Regions from separate parts of the Oryctolagus cuniculus genome. Here region 1 is linked to region 2. A link is a contact called in public Micro-C data. All regions are on one chromosome and are shown on one strand. Each heading gives the region's core, a stretch centred on a gene start, on an enhancer-like site or on the middle of the called end of the contact. The rest is flanking DNA. Distances are from core to core; before and after follow the strand shown. Region 1 holds the start of ENTPD6 (ectonucleoside triphosphate diphosphohydrolase 6). Region 2 holds the start of APMAP (adipocyte plasma membrane associated protein).

Region 1 (2,700 bases), core at 23-2,522, 170 kb before region 2:
GGCTCTGTGAGCCCAAGGCAGCAGCGAAGCTGTCCCCTGTCCCCAGGCAGGCCCTCAGGAACACAAGCCCGATGCAGCGTGCACTGGAGCCTGCCTGGTCTGCCAGCCAGTTTCTTCCAAGTGTTCAGTTGCATGCCAGGGTCAGGAGGACCACAGACCTGGGCCACACCTCCAGGGTTAGAGCTCCTCAATAATCCACCAGGCACGCTCCTGGAAAGTTAAAATGGACATCCCCCGGCTTCCTGACCCAGTCCACTCATGACTCAGCCCTGCCAGCCACCTGCTGTGTGCCTATCACAGCAGGGTGGCAGGAGAGGGCACCTCCAGGCCTCGGCTTGGCTTCTTCCCCAGCACCACCTGGGACAGACACGTGGCCCGGGCCGACTGGCCCTTCCCAGGGGCCGCAAGAGCGGCCACGTCTGCTGTGTTTTTCCAGAAGGACACCACCACACCCTTTCTGGCCTGCTCAGCAGCTCTGCAGAGTGGGTGGCAGGGAGGCCCTGGCCATCACATTCCCCACCTGCTCCCCCGTGGACCACGTGGGATGCGTGACCACCCTGGAAAACGGTGCCCGAAGGGAGCGTCTTAGTGACCAATCACCCTGGTGACTGTTACCCAGGGTGAGCGGGCCGTACCCACCTGCCCACCCTGCAACTCCAGCTGTGCCCCCCCACCCCACAACCTGCACAGCTGCATTTACGACAAAACCCGGACCCTGGCCCCCGCAAGCTCAGTCCAGGCCGGCAATGCCGGTCTCAAGGCCTCCCCGCTGGGGCTAACCATGCCCGTAGCTCCAGTGCTGCCCATCCAGCCTGGTTCCCCGGCCGGGAGGGGAGGGGCCTGCAGGCCCAGCCCCCCGGCCGCAGGCAGAATGAATGAACTCCGCAAGGGCGGGCGCCACGCCGAGCCCCGGCGCCCAGCCAGGACCAGCGGAGCCGGGACTGGAAGGCAGCAGGCGTGGGCGGCGGGGTGCAAGCCCCGGGAGCTGTCGCTCGGCGCCGGGGACCTGCCCGGCCGCGCGGGCCTCGCGCCCCGCGCATCTCCGGCGCGTCCGTGGCGGTCCCGACTGCAGGCCCGAGAGAGGCCCACCCGCGGGAGCTTACCGTGTGCTCCACCCACGCAAGTCCGCGGCGCCCCGGCAGCAGGCGGCCCACAGACGCGACGCCGGTTCTCCGGTCCCCGCCGGCGTCACCGCGGCCTCAGAGACCCGCAGAGCCCGGGAGCTCGGTCCCGCCCACGCGCGCGGTCGCGTCACCAGAGAGGCGGGGCTTCGCGGGTCCGGCGGCGCAGGCGCAGTGGCGGGCGTAGCGGGCCCGACTGCGCAGGCGCGCTTAGCGGGCGGCCCTTGGCGCTGGAGGCGTTGGTATTTGTCGCCTTCTGGGCTGCATGGGCGTCTAAACGCTAGGAGTTCTGTATCAGAGATTCCCCAGGGGCCCAGCCCTGGTCATGCCTAGCTTGGATGACCACAGCCTTAACCTTCACAGCCTTGTGGAATTTCTTTACATGATGTGTGAACAAGTTTCCCCCACCTTTTTTTTTTTTTTTTTCAAGATTTATTTTATTTATTTGAAAGGCAGAGTTAGAAGGAGAGAGATCTTGCATCTGCTGGGCCAGGCAGGAGCCAGGAGTTTCATCTGGGTCTCCCAAGTGGGTGGCAGGTGTCCAAGCACCTGGGCCGTCCTCCACTGCTTTCCCAGGCCATCAGCAGGGAGCTGGATAGGAAGAGGAGCAGCCAGGACTCGAACTGGCATCCACATGGGATGCCAGTGCTGCAGGCAGATGCTTAACCTAGTATGTCACAGCGCCGCCACTGTGCCAGTCCCCATGTGCTACTGGTTCACTCCACAAATGCTTGCAATAGCCAAGGCTGGACCAGGCGGAAGCCAGGAACTCATGCCAGGTCTCCCAGGTGGGTGGCAGCCACTCAAGAATGTAGGCCATCCCCTGCTGCCTCCCAGGGTGCGCGTTAGCAGGAAGCTGGAGTGGGAACAGAGCGGGGACTGCATCAAGCACTCTGATGTGGGATGTGTGCAAACAGTGCTGCCTTAACCACTGTGCCATACACCTGCCTGCCTACCTTCTTTCCTACCATTCCCGTCTAAGTGCCATTTTATGCAGCACAGTTTTGCTCTTTTGGTATTGTCAGCCTAAAACAGTTTCTAATCCCATTATTGTGAGGTCTGTCTTTCCCACGTGCTACTTAGAAATGTGGTGTTTGATTTGTGAGTTACGTTTAAAGTTAACCTTTTAATTAGTGAGTTCTCACTTGGTTTCGCTGTGGTCAGGGTACAGAATCTCTGTGATACCAGCTTGTAACTGTTTGTGGCTGCCTTTTGTAAGGTTCCCAGGGTACTGGAGGAGCTGTCTGATGAATGAGATGTCCAGAGGCCACACTTGTACAGGGTCACTTAGGATACAGCTACGTGCACACGAACCTGGCTCACCTCCCTGGCCAAGGCTGGGGCTGCACACGTGGCCATCACGGGCTTTGCTGCCTCCCGTGTGTGCTGTGGGAGTTTGGATGCTACCTAGAGGGTGTAGCAATAATGTGTCTGTCTTTTCTCTCTGCTCCTCGGTACTCCTGAGTACGAGAATCTGTTAAGTACACTAGTCAGTGAAGACAAGATGGCTCCTTTGTCAATATGCCAGAACATTTAATAGATTTTTCAGCCTCATGTGTTTTTCAGATATGGCTCAAAA
Region 2 (2,800 bases), core at 184-2,683:
TGCTTCTCCTGGTCTCCCATGGGGTGCAGGGCCCAAGCACTTGGGCCATCCTCCACTGCACTCCTGGGCCATAGCAGAGTGGCCTGGAAGAGGGGTAACCGGGACAGAATCCAGCGCCCTGACCGGGACTAGAACCCGGTGTGCCGGCGCCGCTAGGCAGAGGATTAGCCTAGTGAACCACGGCGCCGGCTTAACTCAGTACAATTTTTAATGTAATAATTGCTTTAAGGCAGGCGCCGCGGCTCGCTAGGCTAATCCTCCGCCTTGCGGCGCCGGTACACCGGGTTCTAGTCCCTGTCGGGGCGCCGGATTCTGTCCCAGTTGCCCCTCTTCCAGGCCAGCTCTCTGCTGTGGCCAGGGAGTGCAGTGGAGGATGGCCCAAGTCCTTGGGCCCTGTACCCCATGGGAGACCAGGATGAGTACCTGGCTCCTGGCTTCGGATCAGGGCGGTGCGCTGGCCGCAGCCCGCTGGCCGCGGCGGCCATTGGAGGGTGAACCAACGGCAAAGGAAGACCTTTGTCTCTCTCTCTCACTGTCCCCTCTGCCTGTCAAAAAAAAAAAAAAAAAAAAAAAAGGAAAAACTTAATCTTGTGAAGAGCATTTGCTGGAAGCGACTGGAAGAGGTGCAGGTCTCAGATTTTGGGCAGAAGAAACCAAGACCGGTTGCTACTGGCACTAGGAACCATCTCCGGGAAAGACAGTCAAAATGCAGCGTTCAGAATCAACTTCCAGAAGTCGGCGTTGTGGCGCAGCCAAGTTCACCTGCTGTTGCCCGGAGCCCCTGCCCTGTGGTCATCTGGGGAGTGAGCCAGTGGGTGGAAGCTCTCTCTCTCCACACTGGGGAGCTGCGTTGGAAGTGGAGCAGCCGGTCCGGGGCTCCTGTGGGTTGCTGGCTTCGCAGACACCGGCTTTCTGCCATTGGCCTAGCTTTGCTGAGGGAGGGAGGCAGGGACCTGGGCTGCGGTCTGCCCGCCGTGCTCTCCCGGCACCGGCAAAGACCCTTGTTGCGGGCTCCCTACAACACTGGTCTTGGCCGGTTCTGCCTCTACTTACCTTTCATAAACTTTCCCTGACGTCCGTAGTAACCTTCCCCCAAAAACCCTAAGCCCCAGCCTTGCCGCGTCCCCCACCACAGGGAAACATGTTCCCGCCGCTTCTCTCCGCTAACAGAATCCGCACCGCGCCGTGAAGCGATCATGCGGGTCTCGCCGTCAGAATGAGGCGGTGAGCGCAGGTGCAGGGACAGCCAGCCGCGTTCTGGACCCCTCAGGCCGAGACGGAGCGGCACCGCAGCGGTGCCCGCACTCGCTCTGGAACGGCCTCAGCGCCCGGGATACCAGAAGGCGCGAGCTGGTTCTCTAGAGCCCGCCCGAAAGGGGCGGGGACGACGCTGCGGATTGGCCTTCCTCGATCATACGTCATTTCCGGGCGCCGTGGGGCGGGGCGGGGCGGGAGTCCGAGCCCGCGCTGCTCATTTCCAGAGGCGGCTGCGGGCTGAATTGGTGTGTCCTGCCAACATGAGCGAGGCGGACGGGCTGCGGCAGCGCAGGCCCCTGCGGCCGCAGGTGGTCACCGACGATGGCCAGGCCCCGGAAGCTAAGGACGGCAGGTGTGCTGGAGGCGGGGCCTGAGGGTGGGGGGATGACAGCGACCCCAGTACCAGGGGAGGTAGGGTGTCAGGTGCGCAGCGAGAGCGCTCTCGGATAACTCGCTTTGCAGTGGAGGACACCGGCCAGGACAGCCAGGGTGCATCTGCCGGGTCCTGGGGCCGCCGGCGCCGCTCCCGACCCCTCGTGCCCGGCACCCCAGGGCGTCCGCTGCCTCGCCTCTCCCTGGCTGTGGGCGCCCCTGCGCGCTGCCCTTCCTGCTGGTCCACCCGGTCCCAGCCGAGGGTAGCCGGGTGGCCGCGTCCTTGCCCGACCTCCTTCTAGGAGCAGATGCTGGGCCCCGTCTCCTCTCGTGGCCCTTCGGAGAGCTGGCTGCCGCACCTGCTCTTATGCTCTCGGCCCCCGGTCCCCACTTCGGAAAACAGAAGTGATGTTGAAGTCAAGCCTTGCAGGTGTTTTCTGACTGGGTGCCCTCGTCTGTGAGGTTTCGGGGTTCTGGCCTTTGTGCCCACCCTCGCTGTTTCAGGATTTTAGTGCCCGGTTTTGTTAGCTAAAAATTGAAACGTGCTCCTTAAACATAGCTTTCAATATGAGATACTTCCAATTCGCTTTCCAGGTTTGGGTTCTGAACTTTATAGTTTTGAATTTCTTTTTAAGTTTCTTTTTAATTTATTTGAAAGACAGATTTAGAGCGATAGCTCTCCCATCCGCTGGTTTGCTCCCCAAATGGCCGCAACAGCCAGTGCTGGGCCAGGCCGAGGCCAGGAGCCAGGAGCCAGGAGCTTCTTCCTGGTTTCCTACAAGGTTGTAGGGGCCCAAGCACTTGAGCCATCCCATCCTCCACTGCTTTCCCAGGTGCATTAGCTGGGAGCTGGATCAGAAGTGGAGCAGCCAGGACTCGAACTGGTGCCCATATGGGATGCTGATGCCGCAGACGGTGGCTTAACCCGCTGTGTCACAGCGCCGGCCCCCATAACTTTGAATTTTGAGAGAGGACCTAGAGACCTCCCTGGCCAAGCTCAGGGGTGGCGCTGACTGATTTATATGCTGATGGAAATGTGATAGATATGTTAGTCATCAGCAGTGTGCTGAGAGGAGAGGCCGATGTTGCATGGACTGGGTTTGTTCGTCTGGTGGTGGAGGCACACATTTTGAGAGAGAACCATAGCAGAGGAGCATCCTGGCTCCAGGAG

What was found. Hi-C and Micro-C count contacts between places; a contact is called where the count stands out from the background.
Region 1: a Micro-C map of ear pinna shows a contact between it and region 2, with 7 times the contacts expected there. The contact joins the promoter of ENTPD6 here to the promoter of APMAP in region 2. A contact is called at or near these places in 3 of 6 Hi-C or Micro-C datasets (ear pinna, psoas muscle and an unstated tissue).

What each region holds. Positions count from the first base shown.
Region 1 is chr11:49,593,799-49,596,498 of mOryCun1.1, reverse strand. It overlaps ENTPD6 (ectonucleoside triphosphate diphosphohydrolase 6), which reads right to left and starts at 1,272. Exons shown (of 15, transcript XR_011380029.1): 1 at 1,104-1,272.
Region 2 is chr11:49,424,931-49,427,730 of mOryCun1.1, reverse strand. APMAP (adipocyte plasma membrane associated protein) reads left to right here and starts at 1,433. Exons shown (of 9, transcript XM_002721540.5): 1 at 1,433-1,609. The coding sequence starts at 1,518.